Linked DNA regions of Callithrix jacchus: region 2 is linked to region 1. A link is a contact called in public Hi-C data. All regions are on one chromosome and are shown on one strand. Each heading gives the region's core, a stretch centred on a gene start, on an enhancer-like site or on the middle of the called end of the contact. The rest is flanking DNA. Distances are from core to core; before and after follow the strand shown. Region 1 overlaps GRHL1 (grainyhead like transcription factor 1). Region 2 has its middle 39 kb from the start of TAF1B.

Region 1 (3,951 bases), core at 1,120-3,619:
GATCCATGAACTCACCCGGCCCTTTGATGGGTAAGGACCCTTGCGCTGGTCACAGTGCTAGTTAGGGGCCAGCTCAGATGCTTTGATATTCAGACCTAAGCTGCTTCTCTTGGGCACGTGGCTCCCCTTGTAGACTTTGATTGAGGGTTAGACCTAGCACGCATGTCCCCTCTGCACCAGCATGTCCCCTTGATGGTCTGTGTTCTTGCCTTGGATCTTTCCTTAAAAACAGGGGCACCATAAGCATTGGCCCCATTTTCTCTTTGGCATCTTTGGCCCACTGTTCCTGCCCCTCACATCCCTGGCCTGCTGTGCTTACGTTTCACAGCTTTGTCACTTTTTCCTGGGATGTTTGTGTATTTATCTAGGCAAGGTAGCTTTTTTTTTTTTTTTAATGCTGAATTAGGACCATCGTAAACTTTCTTTAATAAATTTAGAAAACTGCCAAGTTTGGAAATAATTGATTTTTTAAAATAAGAGAAATGTATGTCAGTAAGAGACCACAAATCATCATGAATGCACACCAGCATGGGGAAACCTGCGCCAAAGCTCCATGTTTGCCCTGATCCTGGGAATTGGCCCCTGCTTGTTTCTTTTTTGAATAGAAACTTGAAACTGGGAAGCGAGGGGAGGTTAGGTTTTGGGTTGGATTACCGTGAAATCCTCTTGTAAAGAGGATTTGGGTCAAAGACTTCTGGAATTGTTGAGGGTAAAGTTGAACTTTCCCAGGCAGCTGTTTTTAAATTAGGAATTGAGCCTAGAATGGCCTAGAAGGTCAGAAAAAAGTTCAGATTTTCCATCTGGTTGTAAAATGAAGAATATATGGTAGTTTAGTTACTTTACGTGCTTAGTTGTGTGCATGGACTTTTTTTGTTTTAAACCTGAATGGATTCCACAGACTGTCCTTACCTCTAATTTGTGGATTTGGGGATTGTACTTAAAGTGTTTTTTTTTTAAAAAAAAATGTAAGAAAAGATATAAAGTCAGGCCAGGCGCAGTGGCTCATGCCCTTAATCCCAGCACTTTGGGAGGCTGAGGTGGGCGGATCACAAGGTTAGGTGTTCGAGACCAGCTTAACCAATGTGGTCTCTACTAAAAATATAAAATTAGCGGGGTGTGGTGGCACATGCCTATAATCCAAGCTACTCGGGAGGCTGAGGCAGAAGAATCACTTGAACCTGGGAGGCAGAGATTGCAGTAAGCTGAGATTGCGCCCCTGCACTCCAGCCTGGGTGACAAAGCAAGACTCCGTCTCAAAAACAAAAAGAAATCAAAACACATATTTTCTGTAATGCTGTTGGAATTTGTACATGCCACTTTTGCCTCTATATCTAGATCTAGGTATTTAAATTAAAGCAATTTGCTTATTTACTGGAAATAAGTTTAAATGGAAAGAAAAATCATAGCAGGCAGGATAAGGCACTGTGCTCCATATTGGAAAGGACAAATTATGGAATATGGACCCAGACTGCTAAATATTTACAGTCTAATCAGGGAGATGAACCATGCGCATATCAAAAGGCAAACCATCCCAAGTAGGAGATCAAAGCCAGCTAATCAGGGAAGATGTTGGTTTGGGAGAGACATGGCAGGGTATGAAGAGGAAGGCCCTCTGATGAACCCTGGTGCATCGCTTTCTACCTTTTAAACACCACTGTGGGCTTCATCTGTACAAGTAGGATGATGGTCCCTTTTCCTGTGTGGTGAGGCTGTGCCTGACATGCCCAGCACAGGTCCTGAAGCCACGTGCGCAGTGTGTGGTCCCTCTGCTGTGTGGCCAGCCTGGTGCTTGTGACCATGTGTGGCATGGGACTCAGGCCAGCCTTACAGATGGAGACAGACAGGGGAAGCTGTGGAGGTGGGTCTGCCTGGGAAGCCACTAGCAGGAAGTGGACAAAGACTAAGGTGAGGCGGAATTGGATATGCAGAATGTGTTCAGGGAAGTGAGATCGGCCTGGGTGGAGGGCTTGGGACAAGATCAGAGATGACTTTTAAATCTGTTAACTTGGACTCCAGTCCTCTATCTTTTTAGGATGTGTTGGTCTTTTCCTGCTGAAAAACAGTGTATAGCCTAGAGTGAGGGTAAAACCCCCACCTCAGCATTTTACATTTTGCATGCCTTCTAGAGAGCCATCTTTGTCACCATGATCCTGACTTCCCTCTTCTCCCTCCCTTCCTTCTCCTTCATCTTACAAGTTCATATAGCTGCCCCCACCCCCATTATAAGGTAAATTTCTCCCCATCTGCCCTAGTTCAGCCAGTGACACCCAGTGCTGCTCGTGATGGACCCATTCTTGGTTGTTGACCCAAGGGCTATGTCAGCTCACAGGGCTTGGGTTTGAAATGGGCCAGTCTTGTTTTTAAAACTGTAATTCCAGTAATGTCCACTGTGTGGTGCACATGCATCAGAAATAAATTCTAAAAGTGGTTGAAAAGAAGCTCAAAAACATTTTAAGAATCCAGAATTATAAAAATAGTGGGGAAACGGCACATGTTTGTTTGCTGTACACTGGTTTTCTCTAAGTAGCAGCTTCCAGTGTCGTATTAATAATGTGACTCAGTTTATTTTAACTTTTGAGAAAATGTGCTGGGAGAGAACTGATTTGGATCCCAGGAGAGGAGAGAAGGGTGTGACATCTTCCGCCTTCCATTTGAAGGTGGGGGAATCCCCCTGGATGGGTTCTTTCTTGCTCACTGCGTCACTCAGGCACATGCTAGCAGATGGAGTGAGTGTAGCTGGTGCTAACCTTCTGTACTTGGAAGTCATCTTTAATACTGTACTTGTGGGCTGGGTGTGGTAGCTCCTTCCTGAAATCCAGCACTTTGAGAGGCCAAGGTGATAGGATCACTTGAGCTCAGGAGTTCGAGACCAGCCTGGGCAATATAGCAGAACCCTGTCTCTACAAACAAAAATACAAAAATTAGCTGGGTGTGGTGGTGCACACCTGTGGTCCCAGCTACTTGGGAGGCTGAGGTGGGAGGATGGTTTGGAAGGCAGAGGTTGTGGTGAGCTGAGATCACACCACCACACTCCTGCCCGGACGACAGAGCTAGACTGTCTCAAAAAAAAAAAAAAATTGCTTCTGTAAGAAGTGGTGGCTTGGACTTGGGCACTGATAGGAAAACAGACTTTTGAAACTGTGTTGAGAAGCTAAAAGTTTGCTTTAGATAGTTTCTCCGAAGTAATTTTGTAAATGGTTGAATAGTAGAAGTATTGCTTAAAGAATTGGATTCTTCTTTTCTTTTGTGGACATAGACCTGCCAGCATAACATCTTCCCGGGTTATTTTAGGAAGTTTTCACCACATCTATGTGGAACTTCTTGAATGAGGAACACATTCCTGAGTGTTTAATGATCATTAAGTTATTAACCCATTAACAAACTTTACCATTTTTGTCTTAGTTTTAATCTGGGCATGTAAAGAATCCAATTGTGTTTAAATAAAAGACCCTTGCACCGATATTTCCATACCTAGAAAGGAGTATGGAAATAATTGTAAATTATAAATTATTCCTTGAAGACTGGGCCCAGTGTTACTTGATAACCAAAAGATTAATAAGAACAAACTGGAAAGAACTGAGGACTGTTTAGTCTGGATAGGCAGAGATTGAGAGAGAACTTTATTGGAATCTTATGGTCATAAAAATTGTGGATTAGAGGAACACTGATTTCATAAGTTCTAAAATATTAGGACACAGAGTACTACCGGTTATCCTAAGAGGTTGTGTCAACATAAATATAGGTGGATTCCCAGAAGTTTGTACTGCAGAGGGAGCTATGCTCCTGGTAACTCTGCAACATGGCATAAGGAAAGCTAACCAGCCTCTTCCACCGTCCTAGCTGATACTAAATAGGGATTCTGGAAGGGAATGTAAGCAGAGGCTCAGAGCTGCCGACTCTTCCTCCTCTTTAAGATCTATTTCTATGACCAAAGGCAATTTTAAAATAAAC
Region 2 (4,414 bases), core at 1,847-4,346, 160 kb before region 1:
AGGAGGTGCTGCTTCTAAACACCGGGTCACCGGCCTTCCGTGACCACCAGGTGCCGCACACCTCCGTCTCGCCTGTCTTCTCTGCCTCCCTGCGTTTTGCTCCTGGGCTGCTGGCTCCTCAGTTTACCATCTCCCTTAGCCTCCTTAGGGCCCACCCACCTTGGACACCTGCTGGCCCTGACATCTAGTCCTTGCCTTTGAGGCCAGCCTGGACTGGTCACCCTGCCCTTGTCAAAGCCCCAGCCTCTGCACTCTGCTCTGGCCAGCATGACACACCCATTTCTCAGGTGAGCCTGGAAGAAACCTGGAGCATCTGCCCTCCACCTTGATTCCTTCTCCCAAGCCCTGTCTCTGCTTGAGTCAGAACCCAACTCCAGTCCTGCCTCTGACCCCAGAGCTGACCTCAGTCCTAGGCAGGTGGACGGGAAGGTGGAAAGAGCATTGGCTCCAGTGGAGATGGCAGATTGGCCCATGTGTCTATCACCTGTGATTTCCCAAACCCCGCAAGAGGACAGGGCACAGAGACAAGGAGGCAGGAGCGGGTGAGAGTTGACGATTCTGCAAGACGAGAAACCAAGGGGACCACACAACCCATTCAGCAGCACGGACGTCAGAGCTCCGGGCATGCAGCGCACGGTCAGGGCCGGCTTTGCCCTGTGGAACCACTGAGACTCCTGAAGCATCCGCGGCAGAGGGGACCCCAGAAGCCTGGCATGGAAAAGAGAGGTGTGGTGGCAAGTCTTTGTAGACAGAGCCGATCCCTCGGTCAGCATCCAGTTCCTGTCCTGTCCCCACCCCACAGGAGGCCACAGGTGGTCTCCAGAGAAACTGAACCCAGAAGGCTCTAGGTGTGGCAACAGGCTCAGAAACGGGACCACGTCAGCGCAGGAGTAAGCTGAAGACTCCGCGTCCACTGGAAGACCCTCAGCTCCTGCCTCAGCTCCGCTCCCCAGAGTAGACACTGTCTGGGCTCCACCCAGATGGCCTCGGATCCCTGCACTCTCCTGGGGTGTCCCTCCCTGGGTGTCTGCCTCTGGGGCCTTCCATGCTTGCCCTGCAGCTCACCCTGGAAACCAGCCATGGGCCCTGTGTCCACTTGCTCCATCCCCTGGGGTGGCCCTCAGATGGTGACTGGGGGTCATGCTGCCTTGGTTATCCATCCAGAAGCTTCCATCTGAGCAATCGACCTGGAGCAAGTGCGGCCCTGTCACTGTGGCATGGATCTCCCAGTGCTGGTGTGGCCACCTCCTCCCCACTGGTTGAAGAGCTGTGGCCGCCAAGGCCATCATCCCTACCGCCACATTCCTACCTCCTTATAAACGCCATTTCCTTTTCTAAGAGGTTCACCCTCTTTTTAAAATTTTGGTTGCTTCTGACTGCAGCCAGAGCCTAGCAGCAAGGTTATCCGTGTCCCCCGCCCCCCGCCCCAGCAAGGCTGTCTCCACCCTTTCCGGCACTGGGGACTCTTCTCATCTCCTCCCTCCACATGTCCAGTGGGCACCCCTTCTGTGCTCTGCCTATTCTGGAGAGCCCAGAGCAGACGCCCCTGTGCTGCCTTCCTTTGCCCCAGCCTGGGCTCCCCAGTACGAGGGACACAGAGACAGGCTGGCGGTGCTTGGCCGAGTAGCTGTTCCAGAAACCTGTGTTGGGTGCGCGGATGTGTGGGTGTCTGAGGATACATTTGAGGTTCTGAGACAGCCGCATCTTCATTACCCTGCTCCTCCGGGACCTTGGGCCCCAGTCCCCTCACAGGTTCACTGGCACTGCCCAGGTCAGGGCCGAGGTGGCACAGTCACTAAGATCACTCTGATGGCAAACCTCCACCAACACTACTCTGCTATGCGGGGTCCCTCTCTCCATGTGGGCCAGCTCCGTGTGCTCCTCTCCTCCCATAGCCCCTTCCTTCTCCTCTACTCTAACTCAGAAGGGTCGGCTCAGCCCCGTTTTGGGGATTTGGTTGTAAGGATAGCGTAGCTGGGGGGGCGGGGTGGCCGCCCACACAAGGAGGCCCCGCATCCATTTCTGGCCTGGCACTGCCACCCCTCGCTGCTGCCTCCAGTTCAACCTCCTACCCATACAGATAATCGTATTTCAAAGCACAGGTTTCCAATCACACAGCAACCTTCTAGAAAGCCAGTGGCACTACTGAAAAGCCTTAGGGCCTGCCAGGAAGGCTCTGGCTCTCTCCACCCACCTGGAACTCTCTGGGCCTTGGTTCCTAGGTGCCCAGTGCTGGGCACAGTCATCACACAGAGGGCCCCGTGGGAGTGGCCGTGGGTACTCGTGGTGCTACAACTGCTTGCCATGAAGAGGAAATCCTTACAGGGAATTCCTGGATGTGGACAACCAGCCCCAGGCTTGGAAAGCCAAGGTATCGCATTCTCTGCACCCCATCAGCGTCCCATGTCCACTTCAGCGTCACCTCTTTCCCTTTGGTGTGGCCCTGGGCAATTCCGGGTGTCCTCAGGGCCTCAGTTTCTCCTCTGGAACGTGGAGGATGTAGTAGTGAGGACACTAAGAGACCCGGGGAAGTGGTTTACACCGCACAGGCCTGGCCACCGTGGGGTCTTTGTTCTGCTGGTGCTGGAGGGTGATGGGTGGGATCCTCTAGGTCACATGCAGAGCAAGCGATGCAGCCCCCACCCGGGAAGACACCAGCTCGAGCAGGTGTGGGCACGCGGCAGAACAGTGGGAGAGTCACAGGCCTGTGGCCCCTCCCGTTTCCTCCGGGTCTTTCTCACCGACACATCACTGGCTGGTTCCACTGGATGGTCTCACCGACACATCCTCTGCCCTTTGTACTGGGACTCTCTCCCAGGCAGGGGCCGAGATTGACAAGAGGCTGCTGGATGCAGCAGGCAGCCCTGCTCTGCTTCCGCCCAGCGGTGAGATGCTGGCCAAGAAGCTCAGCCTATGTGAAGGAACCAGGCAGAAGCAGCCAGGCCGTTCCCGCTGAGGATGCACTCGAGTCTGTAATGAGCCCACAGGGTGCTGAGCAGAGATGCCCCAACAGAGTGGCCGGTGTGCCCTCACCCCCAGAGATGGCGGAGCTGAGAGCCTAAAGCCTCCCAGGAGGGCCTGGGATTCACTCTGATCCAAACAGCACGAGCATTGCCCTAACTGGCTCTTTCCTCTAGCAAATCCTGTCTTGAGAACCTTTGGAATCTGTGGGTGAAAGCAGCAGGCCTCACATAGCCCCCAAGCAGGATGCACCCGTCCTCTGGAGCAAACAGAGATCCAGGCTGCCTGGGCCCAGCCCAGCTGCAGGAGATGGCACCGCCTGCCCCGATCCCTAGGGCAGGGCTAGGGGTCTCAGATGTCCCAGCACAACGCTCCTGAGTCATGGCCTGGATTACCCCAGGGGGCTGGCTTGGGACATGCACAGGACATGGGTACAGCAACCAGGCAGGTGCTTGGAGCTGGCAACAGGTGTCCTGGCTGCACCCAGCCTGGGACGGGGATCACAGGGCGTGGCCGGGTGGCAGGCGAAACTCTGAGCAGACAGGCAGGGCTGCTGGGCGGGTGTGTGTGCTTACACCCACTTGTACTCTCAGCCTCTCTCTCTCTCACGCACACACTGCACATGCACACAAGCAAACACACACACGGAAACATACAGGCATGCACCCAGAACATGCAGGCACACATGCAGATGTGGCATGTCCACAGCCCTCCCTTGTTCTCCAAGTGCCTCTAGGATCCGGGGACACCTTCGCTGTGGCCACCGCTTCTCCCTATATGAGCTTCTGATGGGCAGAGGTGCTGCCTTTCAGTGACGGTCTCCTGGTACAGGTGCCCAGTGAGGGTCTGCTGCAAGGGTGGGTGGATGGTGAGCAGATGATGGTGGGGGTGGATGAAGGGGCACCTCTCTACTTAATGCTCGCAATTTCACTTAGATGGGCTCATACAGTGGCTGGAAACAGCTCTCTGTTAAAAAAAGAAAAAACCCACTTCAATGACCTTTAAAACAACTTCCAAACAAGCAGAACTAAAATGTAAAAGTGCTTTCCTCCCTTCTACAGGGAAGCACTGAAGGGCGTTTCTGACGTGGCTGTCTGGGTAGATGGACAGCTTGGAATATGCTTGGCTGGATGGGTTTACGCTACTGCTCCGTGGCAAACTGTGTTTTTATTTCAGAATTCCCATCCCCACTTTTCACAACAGGCATGCAAACCTCTCTCCCTTCCCCTTTCCTCATACCCTTTATCATGCACTTATGGTAAAAAACAAAAAACCCTAGCCTGACCAACAAGCTGAGAGAGAACTGACTCCCCGCGGACTCCCTACCTACGAGGGTGTGACTCCAGCAGATCAACCTGCCTCCCCTTCTGTGGACTCTGCATACCTCACTGGGTTGTTTCGTGTTTGTTTGCTTGCTTGCTTGTTTTTATGAGACAGAGTCTCGCTCTGTCGC

What was found. Hi-C and Micro-C count contacts between places; a contact is called where the count stands out from the background.
Region 2: a contact with region 1 is called in a Hi-C map of induced pluripotent stem cells, with 2.4 times the contacts expected there. The contact joins two enhancer-like sites. A contact is called at or near these places in 2 of 3 Hi-C or Micro-C datasets (induced pluripotent stem cells and skeletal muscle).

What each region holds. Positions count from the first base shown.
Region 1 is chr14:105,004,364-105,008,314 of calJac240_pri, reverse strand. All of the region lies in intron 6 of GRHL1 (grainyhead like transcription factor 1), which reads left to right. Among named protein-coding and RNA genes, the nearest start is that of GRHL1, 34 kb to the left of the region's middle. Within about 2 kb of position 2,369, at least 2 of the 16 cell types and tissues checked have an H3K27ac peak or open chromatin away from gene starts, as enhancers often do.
Region 2 is chr14:105,168,008-105,172,421 of calJac240_pri, reverse strand. No RefSeq gene overlaps it. Among named protein-coding and RNA genes, the nearest start is that of TAF1B, 39 kb to the right of the region's middle. Within about 2 kb of position 3,096, at least 3 of the 16 cell types and tissues checked have an H3K27ac peak or open chromatin away from gene starts, as enhancers often do.